Linked DNA regions of Mus musculus: all the other regions are linked to region 3. A link is a contact called in public HiChIP or PLAC-seq and Micro-C data. All regions are on one chromosome and are shown on one strand. The core of a region is the stretch at or near the end of the contact, and the rest is flanking DNA. Distances in the headings are between cores, read along the strand shown.

What was found. Hi-C and Micro-C count contacts between places; a contact is called where the count stands out from the background. HiChIP or PLAC-seq counts read pairs in DNA pulled down with a chosen protein or histone mark.
Region 1: a Micro-C map of B cells shows a contact between it and region 3, with 8 times the contacts expected there. The contact joins the enhancer-like site here to the promoter of 4930543E12Rik in region 3. A contact is called at or near these places in 3 of 39 promoter capture datasets (the 3T3-L1 cell line, hippocampal neurons and liver), 7 of 15 datasets of contacts at CTCF or cohesin (CD8 T cells, the G1E-ER4 cell line, embryonic stem cells and 3 more), 131 of 484 Hi-C or Micro-C datasets (the AML12 cell line, the AtT-20 cell line, B cells and 74 more), 29 of 115 datasets of contacts at active chromatin or transcription factors (Th17 cells, astrocytes, a colorectal cancer cell line and 15 more) and 3 of 9 other capture datasets (embryonic tail, liver and pancreatic islet).
Region 2: a contact with region 3 is called in an H3K4me3 HiChIP or PLAC-seq map of embryonic stem cells, with 8 times the contacts expected there. The contact joins the promoter of Rassf10 here to the promoter of 4930543E12Rik in region 3. A contact is called at or near these places in 2 of 39 promoter capture datasets (Sertoli cells and embryonic stem cells), 1 of 15 datasets of contacts at CTCF or cohesin (embryonic stem cells), 4 of 484 Hi-C or Micro-C datasets (embryonic stem cells and uterus), 14 of 115 datasets of contacts at active chromatin or transcription factors (SST interneurons, craniofacial prominence, embryonic fibroblasts and 8 more) and 2 of 9 other capture datasets (macrophages and pancreatic islet).

Annotation. Positions count from the first base shown.
Region 1 is chr7:113,268,587-113,272,290 of GRCm38.p6, reverse strand. The region is part of intron 2 of Arntl (aryl hydrocarbon receptor nuclear translocator-like); the gene reads right to left. Among named protein-coding and RNA genes, the nearest start is that of Gm33721, 8.7 kb to the right of the region's middle. Within about 2 kb of position 2,165, at least 33 of the 459 cell types and tissues checked have an H3K27ac peak or open chromatin away from gene starts, as enhancers often do. A contact at or near this core is called in the AtT-20 cell line, B cells, cerebellar granule neurons and 7 more, where this site is marked.
Region 2 is chr7:112,951,837-112,955,473 of GRCm38.p6, reverse strand. Rassf10 (Ras association (RalGDS/AF-6) domain family (N-terminal) member 10) reads right to left here and starts at 1,512. Exons shown (of 1, transcript NM_175279.3): 1 at 1-1,512. The coding sequence starts at 1,280.
Region 3 is chr7:113,139,187-113,143,308 of GRCm38.p6, reverse strand. It overlaps 4930543E12Rik (RIKEN cDNA 4930543E12 gene), which reads left to right and starts at 1,294. Exons shown (of 6, transcript NR_045978.1): 1 at 1,294-1,490; 2 at 2,320-2,415.

The sequences.
Region 1 (3,704 bases), core at 916-3,415, 130 kb before region 3:
GATTTCTGAGTTCGAGGCCAGCCTGGTCTACAAAGTGAGCTCCAGGACAGCCAGGGCTATACAGAGAAACCCTGTCTCGAAACCTTCCCCCCCCCCAAAAAAAATTTTTTTTTTTACTTTATAGAAATGTAAGTACTAACTGCTAACTTAGATGCTGCTGTTATCTACATAAAACAAAACTGCAAAGGGGTTTCTTACATTTTAGACAAGGTGAGGAGGCTGAGGCAGATGTGACAACATTATTTTTAGAAGACTTTTCTTTCCAAGAAGGTGTTTTTTTTTTTTTTTTTTTTTTTTTTTTTTTTTTTTTTTTTTTTGGTGTTTTTGAGACAGGGTTTCTCTGTATAGTCCTGGCTGTCCTGGAACTCACTTTGTAGACCAGGCTGGCCTCGAACTCAGAAATCCTCCTGCCTCTGCCTCCCGAGTGCTGGGATTGAAGGCGTGCACCACCACGCCCGGCCAAGAAGGTGTTCTTAGAAGAACAACTGAAAGTGGTGGGGATAGGGAGAGAAACAGCAACCAAGACGAAAGCCCCAACTTTTTGTGTTACTTTCTTCTGAAAGGGGCCTGAGACAAGACAGAGAGAGAGAGCTCCTTAGGTGCCTGTGGGAGGGACCTTTGCTGGCAGAGGGCACAAAGGACCTGGTCCTGTTACAAGCATGTAAATGGCACATGAAGGTCACTCTTGGAGCCTGATCGTGTCTTGCAGTCCAGGATCACACATATGCCCAATTCTGAGCTAGAAAGTCCTAAAGGTAGAAAAAGGGTCTCACCAAAGAGCCAGAGAAAGCGGGTATTGGGAAACCTGTGCAGTGCGCCTGGAAAGAACACCAGGTCTTTCCCTGTCCGTCCCTCAGAGCACAGGGACCCCTGAGCTCCATCTAAAGGAGCAGAGGGGAAGGAATCGCCACAGCCCAGGCTGCCCTGGCAGAATGGTTACGGCAGCTGAGAGGGGCAAGGCCCAAAAGAGACATAGTGCTTCTCTGAGCAGGGCAAGACAATGCTAAACTCCAACTGCCCATCCTACCACCTGCAGGAGGGACAGCCACATTCAAGCCTTCAATCTGGACCACAGCTCCATGTCCCTTTGTTCCCATCCTCACCCCAGGACCCCAGAAGGCCACCTGTAGATAGGATTTATGTTCCAACAGTTAGCTGCCTCATGGTAATGAGACAGAAAATGTCTCACCTCTCTCTCTCTCTCTCTCTCTCTCTCTCTCTCTCTGGGATCAAATCACTTAAAAAATCACTAGTAATGGGGATGCAGAGACAGTTCAGTAGTACAGCACTTGCCTAGCACTGGGTGGTGGCGGTGGGGAGCACTCACTACTAGTGATAGTGATAAGTTCTTCCTGTCGGCACTCCTAGGGTTCGTTTTCCTGTAAATAAGCAAAGAATCTGGGACACTGGGCAAAGCTCCCTAACTGACAGCTTTTAGATCTTCTCGAGCTTCCCTGGCTACCTTGGGCACATGGGCAGTAAATATGGCCGAACAGCAGGCCGATGGCTGCACGCCAGCAATGGCGCTTTGGAACACTCCCTGGACGCTCTGAGGAAACTGCATGATGGTCTCGGTTAATTGCTCTGGATTCTGAAGGCACAGCTCCAGTTAGGACAGTTCCAAACAATTTGTGGCGGACTTTTTTTTTTTTTTTTTTTTTGCTACTACAAGCCTCAGTGAACTCTAAGTGAACCTACAGCCATTTCTGTCTAAGTCTAGGAAGGGGCACTTCTGTTGTGGCCAAGCCAAGTACAGCATTGTGACAATGCCAACAAGAGCATTCCCTTGAATGTAGAGTTTACTAGGATTGGTACAAACACACTTCTCCAGTCACAGAAGACGGACTTATGACAGTCAGCTAACTGAGAGACATCCCCAGCGCACCTAGCATCCTGCACTGTCTCTCTTGCTGTTACATTAGGCCCGATGCAAAGCTTCTCTTCCACAGTCCTTTCCTACCCACTTTTCGTGGAGTGACTGAGCTGGTGCCATGAGCACGAGCAATGACAGTGGAGTGGCGGCAAGAGCAAGGGCAGCAGAACAACGGGAAGCTGGCACACCAAACCAAAGAGCAGGGGAGTGGCCTATCTGGCAGGTGAGTAAGAGTCATGTAGCTGGCCAAGCTGCAAAAGAGGCCCCCAGAGCTGACTGCACTGCCAGCTGCAAACACAGCAGGGCCTCAGTCTCAGCAGTCAACAGCAGCAGAAGCTGCAGCAAGAGTGGTGGAAGCTGCAGCCTTCCAGGACACCTGCCATAGCAACAGGGCATCAGGGAAGGGGGAGGGGGCAGTGTGAGGAGAGAAAAGGTAGAGAGCTAACTAGAATGACCAATCCATCTGTTTTCCTTGGAACTCTCCATCTCAGTGCTGAAATGCCTGCATCCCAGCAAACCCTTCTGTCCTAGGAATTCCCTAAGAGTTGGTCCCATTGCTAGTGTAGCTTTTCAGGTCCTAGAGCCACAGGGCAGCCAGGCCTGGACAAGACTGACCTTTACAACAACTCATTCACTGTGGTCATGACCCAACTCTCCAAGGAAGGAATAAAGAACTGACAAGCAGAGTCACCTTGTTCAGGATGTATGGCCAGAGAGTGGGGACTGCAAGCTGGGGTAGGCATCCGGCTTTACTGCTTGCTGATCCTTCTGCTAAAATCCATCCCCAAAAGCAAAATTCAAAGGCAAAGCAAACACAGAAACAAGCAGTCCTGGGGACAGAGTGGAGGGAGCATACACCAGAGCAAACCTTAGTTCAGAAAAGTCATAGGAAAAGAACAAACGTGTCCACTCGGAGCTTGCTGGCAGCCAGGGCAAAGAGGGAAACAGCCTGCAGTGGATAACCCCAGAAATCTATGAATGAGCACATCAGGACAGGCCCAGGGACAGAAGAGTGTCTTCTGAGATCAGGCTAGAGTGATGTAGGACTTCTGAGGAGTTGTGTAGCACTGCAGACCAGAGCCTCTGAGGAAACAGGCTTTGTAAATGAGGCATCTCTCTTTAAATGGAGCCCAGTGAAGACACAACTTCCTCTTTTCCCTCAGTGTCACCTACAGAGTGACTGCTAGATGGAGTTCTGTTAAGAGATGTGTGAAGTGTTTGATGCTGTGGTCTAATAATAGAGTAGGATGAGAGAGAGCCATGACTACTACCCTGTCCCACAGCCCAGAGCTCCCAAGAAGGGCCTAGTTCTCATTGTTACCTCTGCATACCTATACTACAAGGAGCCTACCCCAGGTATAATGTGTTCCAGAGGGCAGCCTTCCCTCCCTAGCTGGAGAGCCTACTCTCTACTGCATGAGGTCTGTCTGCCTTGGTACTCTCTCAGTTGCTCTGATGTGTTCTGAAGATGGGAGCTTTGAACAGGCCAGAGGCTGATGGGGTCCTATCCCCTCTGCCAGTCCCTCATCACATGCCCCGCCCCATAGCCCCTGACACTGACAGGCTCTGAAGAACTCAGAAACGTTTCTTAGCAACCTCTAAGTTCAGAGAACATTCACCAATTGAAGCCAATCCCCTGAACCTAAGGCAACCAACATTTCTACTAGGGCTACTCAACAAGCTCTTCTGTCACCTCTGGCAGAAGCCAGGTCAATACAGCCACAATGGAAATTCAAAGTTGTTACGTTCAAGACTCTTTCAGTGTAGTCGGAAAGATGGGGTGTTTAAATAAATGCACGACAGCAAGCCAATGCAACAGGTAGCAGCTGCC
Region 2 (3,637 bases), core at 263-2,762, 190 kb after region 3:
CGCTCCTTAATGTCCCTCTGCTGCTGGCTGTAATCCAAGTCCGCCTTGACGGCCTCCAGGTCCGTGCTGAGCCTCAGCCCGATGTAAAGGCTGGTGCTGAGCTGCGTCCTGACCCGCTCCTGCTCCAGCAGCAGCTCGCCATCCGGACCACCATCGGGCTCTAGGGACTCCTCTCGAGCCGCCAGCTCCTCATTGCGCCGCTGCATCCAGCGCTGGTTCAGTTCCTCCTGGATCTCGGCGGACAGGCGCTCTAGCAACTCCTCCTGCTGGGCGCGCTCCTCCTGCAGCCGCACCAGGTCGTCACAGCGCCTGGCCAGCTCCTCCAACGCTGCCGCCTGCGCCTCGCTGTCCAGGGGTGCCGCCGGTTCTGTCCCCTTCTCCTCCAGTGTCGCATCTTCCGGCTCCCCTTCAGGAGTTTGTCCGTCCAGGTCGATGCCGGCCCCCACTAGATAGGTATCCTGCACGTAGTTGACTCCGTGCCTCCGCATGCGGTCTAGGTGCACCTTGGCTTCGTAGCGGTCTATCTCGCGGTCCAGCTCCCGGAGCCGCTGCACCTGCTGGCGAATCGTGTGGTCCTGCGACAGCACCAGATGCACCAGCGTCTCCATACGTTCTACCGACGCGCTCTCGTGGGTCCGAGCAGACGACGAGCAGGACGAGGCGGTGGACGACGACGTGGACGAACAAGGTGACGACGGCTGCTGCTGGCGCCTCCGGTTGAGCTTGGCCAGTTTGCGGAAGGCCTTGCGTACCACCCGCCGCTGCTTCTCCTGGGTCAAGGCCAGGCTGGGCCGTGCTGGGGCGCCCCGGGCCAAGCAGGGGCGCTCGCGGCTGAGCACTACCCGCGCCTCGGCGCTGCGCGGTCCGGCGTTGGGCAGCGACGCTTCGCTGCGCACCAGCACGAAGCGTACATTCTCCTGCTCGTCGCCCCAAGCAGTCCAGAGGCGCAAGATCCGCGTCTTGTTGGGCAGGATGCGCTCAAAGCCGCGCCACTTCTCCACAATGCAATAGCACTGCGGGGGCCCACATAGCATGCCCGGGGGCATCGCGTCGTCGTCATCCTCGTCGTTTTCGTCCGGGGGCTCGGGCAGCTCCAACTGGCCCGAAGGGTCTTCCGTCAAGCCCCGTCGCTGGCCCCGCCGCTGCCTGCAGCGCCGCCGGCAGCCGTCCTCCAAAAGCACCCGCACCACGTCCGAGCAGGTGGTGCGGCGGGAGAGGCCGGACACCAGCTTCTCCTCCTGGCAGATCCACACCGATATCTTCTTCTCCGAAGGATCCATGGCGCAACCGGGACGTGAGGAGCAAGTCCGGCTAGGTGCAATTAGGGCAGCAGGGCCAGCGCGGGCAACCTGGCAGCTCCCGAACTGCAGTAGAATCCGTGACCCTGTCTCCGGCCTCACTAGCCTTTCTCCCGGACTATGTACTGAAATCGGGCAGCGGCTGCTTTCGGCTCGGACGGCGGACTCTCCCAAAGCAGCACGCCGGGGCTCAGGTTCCAGCGGCTCTGGCTCTGCCCGCGGTGCCCGAGGCCTCCGGGTTTTGCTCCTCCCCACCTGGCTCCACCTCTTCCCGCCCCCCAGCGCCCTGAGCCGCTGCTGAGAGCACCGCAGGCGGGGCGCCCAAACTCGCCCCTCCCAGCCCTGCGGACGGGTCTGCCCCTGGCTCAGGTTACTGGCGTCCAGTTCCTAGTTTTTTCCACTCAGAGCAAAGATGGACTCCCGGGACCTTTCTGATACAAGGCCTGGAGCCTTCACCTCTAGGCATCAGCTCTGCGCCTGGAGCCCGCACCTCTGCGCCTCCCTGGGCTCAGCTACGCCTTGCCTCTAGACTTGGTTGGAAACACCTTAACCCGATGTGCGTGGTCTTGTGCCTTCTGTACAATGCACTTTGCACAGACGGGGAAACTGAGGCACCTAACAGTTTCTACTAGAGACGTTGTGATCCACTACCTGACCAGCTCACCTTTGTAAGCGCTGCCTCTAAACCTTCCAGTCTTCCTCAACCACAGTGGGGTCCATGATCAGATTTGCAATGATCTAAGGGTGGTACCCAATTCCCCATAGGTCAGATCTGTAGGTCCCCACTTTGCCCCTCCACTTCCCACAGCCTTGTTGACAGAGAAGTCAGGGCCAAACCTAAATTGATCACCAGTCCTGACTCCAAAGGGGAAACCGAGGCTATTACTATGACTGTTCCCATTGCATCTAAATGTCGTCTGGAAGTGATGAGAATCAAGTATCAGAACAGAAGAAATTCAAAGCCACTCTAATCGAAGCTTAAAACCCTCTCAGTGAAAGGCTTGTCCAGGGAAGCCCAGATCTGACAGCTCACTCCCCTGCCTCAAGACCTTGGATGTCTCATTATTTCTTGGAAAGTGCTTTGGTCGATTGAATGATTCCTTCCTGGAACATTTGCTGGGTTCCCACTGTGCTCTAAGTCCAGTGCAAGTGGTGTGATGATGAGCAAGCCTCCTGGCCTGCCAGCAGCTCACCATAGCTCAAGAGACATTTCCAATCAGTCTGGCGGTTCCTCAGAAAACTGGACATAGTACTACCGGAGGATCCAGCAATACCTCTCCTGGGCATATATCCAGAAGATGCCCCAACAGGTAAGAAGGACACATGCTCCACTATGTTCATAGCAGCCTTATTTATAATAGCCAGAAGCTGGAAAGAACCTAGATGCCCCTCAACAGAGGAATGGATACAGAAAATGTGGTACATCTACACAATGGAGTACTACTCAGCTATTAAAAAGAATGAATTTATGAAATTCCTAGCCAAATGGATGGACCTGGAGGGCATCATCCTGAGTGAGGTAACACATTCACAAAGAAACTCACACAATATGTATTCACTGATAAGTGGATATTAGCCCCAAACCTAGGATACCCAAGATATAAGATATAATTTGCTAAACACATGAAACTCAAGGAGAATGAAGACTGAAGTGTGGACACTATGCCCCTCCTTAGATTTGGGAACAAAACACCCATGGAAGGAGTTACAGAGACGGAGTTTGGAGCTGAGATGAAAGGATGGACCATGTAGAGACTGCCATAGCCAGGGATCCACCCCATAATCAGCATCCAAACGCTGACACCATTGCATACACTAGCAAGATTTTATTGAAAGGACGCAGATGTAGCTGTCTCTTGTGAGACTATGCCGGGGCCCAGCAAACACAGAAGTGGATGCTCACAGTCAGCTAATGGATGGATCATAGGGCTCCCAATGGAGGAGCTAGAGAAAGTAGCCAAGGAGCTAAAGGGATCTGCAACCCTATAGGTGGAACAACATTATGAGCTAACCAGTACCCCGGAGCTCTTGACTCTAGCTGCATATATATCAAAAGATGGCCTAGTCGGCCATCACTGGAAAGAGAGGCCCATTGGACTTACAAACTTTATATGCCCCAGTACAGGGGAATACCAGGGCCAAAAAGGGGGAGTGGGTGGGCAGGGGAGTGGGGGTGGGTGGATATGGGGGACTTTTGGTATAGCATTGGAAATGTAAATGAGTTAAATACCTAATAAAAAATGGAAAAAAAAATAAAAAATAAAAAGAAAAAAAAATAAAAATAAAAATACACAAGTAAGAAATTAAAAAAAAAAAAAAAAAAAAGAGACATTTCCAGT
Region 3 (4,122 bases), core at 45-2,544:
TTTCAGGTGGGTGGAATGGAATACACAACATTTGAGGATATTTAAGCATTTATCACCTCTTCTGGAAGCAACAAGAAGTGACTGTTTATACTCTGAGACAAGTCCTCCCAGGCATTTTGAGATGTGTTTGTAGGTACATCTTTGGAAAGGGTGTGTCTGTCTGCCATTTGCCTTCATTTGCTACACATCTTATTTTAGAGACCCCCTTGTCTGTTGTTGAATGAAGAGCTACCTTTTTAACCCTACAGAGTGTTACTTTAATTTCAAATGCTGGCCATTTTGTTTTCTAGTATCTTGCTGTTACAAATGGCATGACCTCTTCACAGGGCCTTGAGGGACTACAGGGAACAATCAGTAGCAGGTAATATTCAGTGGCCCCAATTCCTAAGTGCTGAGGATGTGACACAGTTGGTATAGGATGTGCAGGACCTGGGTTCTATCCTCGGCACAGCATTAAACTGAGGTTGGTGATACATGCTTAGACTCCCAGCCCTCAGGAGGTGGAAGCAGGAAGATCAGAAGTTTAAGGTCATACGGCTACCTAGCAAACCTGAAGCCAGCTCCGGCTACATGGGGACTTGTCTCAAAAAACAAAACAAAACAAAAAACAAAACAAAACAAGAATAGCAATCACTGGACAAATGACTCCTCTCAAACTGCACAGCATCCCATTGGTCCCACTGCTTGATGTGCTGTTGTCCCCTCTTCAATGGCCTCTTGGGTTCATATTCAGTTTTCAGCTTGAAAACATTTTCATGTATTTCCATATCAAAGATTCCTAGAGATAAAGTTGATTGGCCGAACAGCATCTACATTTGAATTATAACTGACACATTTGATGATCCTCCCAGGAGACACTATCAAAGAGGCTACAGGAAGGAGACCATAACAAAGAGATGGCACCAAAGTGACTGACACTCCTGCAGCTCAGTCTTCAGAAAGTAATCTGCCTTTGACCTTGGTCTGTCTTTGACATTGGTTTGCTTTGTGCTTAGTCCACACGTGCGATTTTTCTCTCCCAACAACAGCGACCCAGAATAAGTGGAATGAGCTGCTCTTTACAGCAGTCCTCTGAGACCAACGTTGTTCCTACCTTTGTTTCACAAATAACAATACAATCCCCAAGGCTAATCAAAGTGCAGGGGAGCTCGGTTTTTATCTGCTGTGTCCCAGGTAGTCAGAACCCAAGCTAGAACTTGGGCCTCTGGGATCGCTGAATTCATCCTACTACTCTGTTGCCAGGCAACCTTTCTTGCTTTTGACTCTTGTACCAATGCTACTTGTTGCCATGGCAGTGCTGGGACAAGGAGCAGTAAGTTGTAATTAAGCGGCAAGCTAGGAGAAAGGGGCTTTTATGTCCTTGTGTGGGGGTGGACAGGAGAAAAAGCTCCTGGCACTGCAGTCAAGGTGCAAAGAGGGACACGGGAAAGAGCAGGTTGGTGGCTGGGGCAGGTGCTCGTCATAACCATCACTGAAAACTGTGTGTGCTGGTGAGTTTTTGTCACCTTGACACGCACTAGCATCACCTGAGAAGAGGGAACTTCAGTTGAGGGATTGCCTCTATCACATTGACATGTCTGTGGGTATTTTCATGATTAACTATTGATGTGGGAGGGCCCAGCCCACTGTGGGCAGTACCACCTCTTGGCAAATGGTCCTAGGTTGTGTAAGAAAGGAAACAGAGAAAGACGCAGGGAAACCAGTAGGCAGCGTTTCTCTGTCTTCTTTGCTTTACCTCCTGCCTCCAGGTTCCTACCTTGAGTTCCTGCCCTGACTTCCCTCAGTGATGAACTGTGACCCATAAGCCAAATAATCCCTTTCCCCTCCCTACGTTGCTTTTAGTCAGTGTTTTGTCACAGCCACAAACCAGAAAGGAGAATACCGTGTTTTCCCAGGGATGCTGTCCTTGCCCACATCTTGTCTTGTCAAGGATGGGTGTTCAAGGCTGGGAGGTGGCTCAGTGAGGAGAGTGTGACACACATGCAAGAGAACCTGGATTCAGATCCCAGAATCCATCTCAAAGCTGCGTGTGGTACATATCTACAATCCCAGCACTGGGGGGTTAAGGGTGGAATCAGTCAATTTCAGAGTTAATTGGCCAGCCAATCTAGCTGGATCTGTGAGTGTCAAATTCAATAGAAGACTGTTTTAAAAAAAGAAGATGGAAATCTAGGTGTGGTGGTTAGTGCCTATAAGCCAACCTGTGGGAGACAGAAACAGCAGGATCAGTCTGGGTTCTATGAGACCCTGTCTTCAAGACCCAAAATGGTGGGGCTGGAGAGATGGCTTTGAAGATAAGAATTCTTCCTTATCTTGCAGAGAACCTGGGTTCAATTTCTAGTACCTACATCCATCCAGAACTGCAGCTCTAACTCCAAGGATCTGACTCCCTCGTCTCTTCTCCCAGGGCATCAGGTATGCAAGCAAAACACTCATAGACATAAAAAAACTCTTTAAAAAAAAAACATATGTTAAACCTCCAAAGCACTGATGATCAATCAAGTGGAGAACAATTAAAGATATTTGTCATTGACCTCTGACCTCCCCAAGAATGTAAACACAGGTGTACATGCAACTGAACACACAGTATATACCCCATAGGAACATCACAGGAACACGTGCATAGATCACATGTATACAAAAGATCAGCACCCAATTTTGGTGGGCCTGTCTTCTATTGAACCCAGAACAAACAGGGTAACATTGCTACAGCACCCTTCTGGCTTAGACAGACCTAAGCTCCACGTCAGCTTTTATTGGTTTGTGCTTTTTCTTGGTCTTCAGTCTCCACGCCTTCCAGGAATGATGGAGGTGCTGTGTCTGTTGAGTGAGAAGTGGTGCTAAGGCCTGAGAGAGCCATGAGTGGAGCCAAGATGAACGACTCGCTCGGTGACTCGCCTGCCTGTTCTTTTTTGGAGGCTCTTGCAGAGATGAAGCTCCAAACATCTTTAGCACTCTGTCAGTCAACCGCCAAGTTGAGAGAATCCAAACCCTCCTTGTGTTTTTGTCTTGGGAGGAGAATGTTCAAAAAGCAGATTTTTGAAAAGATTTTAGAAAGTGAAGTTTCTAGCTGTGTTATCTGCCCCAGGGATGAGTCACACTGGTCGTGGGAGGAGAAGAAAAAGTGTTTTTCAAGTCGGCACAATGAAGATTGCATGATGCAAGTGACTGCAATCGCCTCTTCGATTGAATCCAAGGGGAAACAATTCTTTTAATTCATTCACTTGACTTTTTGAACACATCTTCTATGTCAAGACCCATATGGAAGGCGAAGACATGAATAGAGCTTGGTCCCTGCCCCCAGGGGAAAGGCGTCCAAAATAATTACAGCCACTACTCCAGGGAGGTCCGTGGCTAGAGATGTGGTGCCCCCAGTGGGAAGCCTGGGCTTTGGTGGGGAGAAGAAACTGGAAATGGTTGAGCTAAGCCTTAAAAGACCAGGGCAGAGGGCAGTGGACAGCGGGCAGTGGGCAGGGGGCAGCAGGCAGGGGGCAGTGGGCAGTAGGCAGGGGGCAGTGGGCAGTAGGCAGGGGGCAGTAGGCAGGGGGCAGTGGGCAGGGGGCAGGGGGCAGCAGCAGGGGGCAGGGGGCAGTGGGCAGCGGGCAGTGGGTAGGCTGATAAGGAGAGCAAGGATGTGGGTAGAGAGCCATGGAAGCAGGAAAGAACATGTCTTATGCGGGGCACCCACCAGGCAGTAGGAGGGACAAGCTGGAAAGGAAGCTGGCTCAGCAAGTGTCTGTACCCAAAGACTCCTCCAGTTGCAGGCCTGGCCTACCTTTGCCCATCCTGAGAAGCACACCAGTCCCGTCTGTCTTTACAGAGTTTACACGTTGTCACTTCTGTGCTGTTTTGTCCCTACTGCCACCTTTGATCTCCCCTGTCATAGTGGGAACTCAAATCTCTACCATTTTACTCTTTTTTCCCCCTGTGTACAGCGTGTAAATGTGTGCTTGGAGGGGGTACACATGTGTGTTTGGATGTAAACGCACATCCATGTGTGTACCTGTATGTGGAGGCCCAGAGCTGATGTTGAGTCTTCCTCAATAGTATTCCATATTATTCATTGAAGCAAGGTCTTACTTGAGTCTAAAGCTCACCAATTACACTGGCCTAACTAGCCAG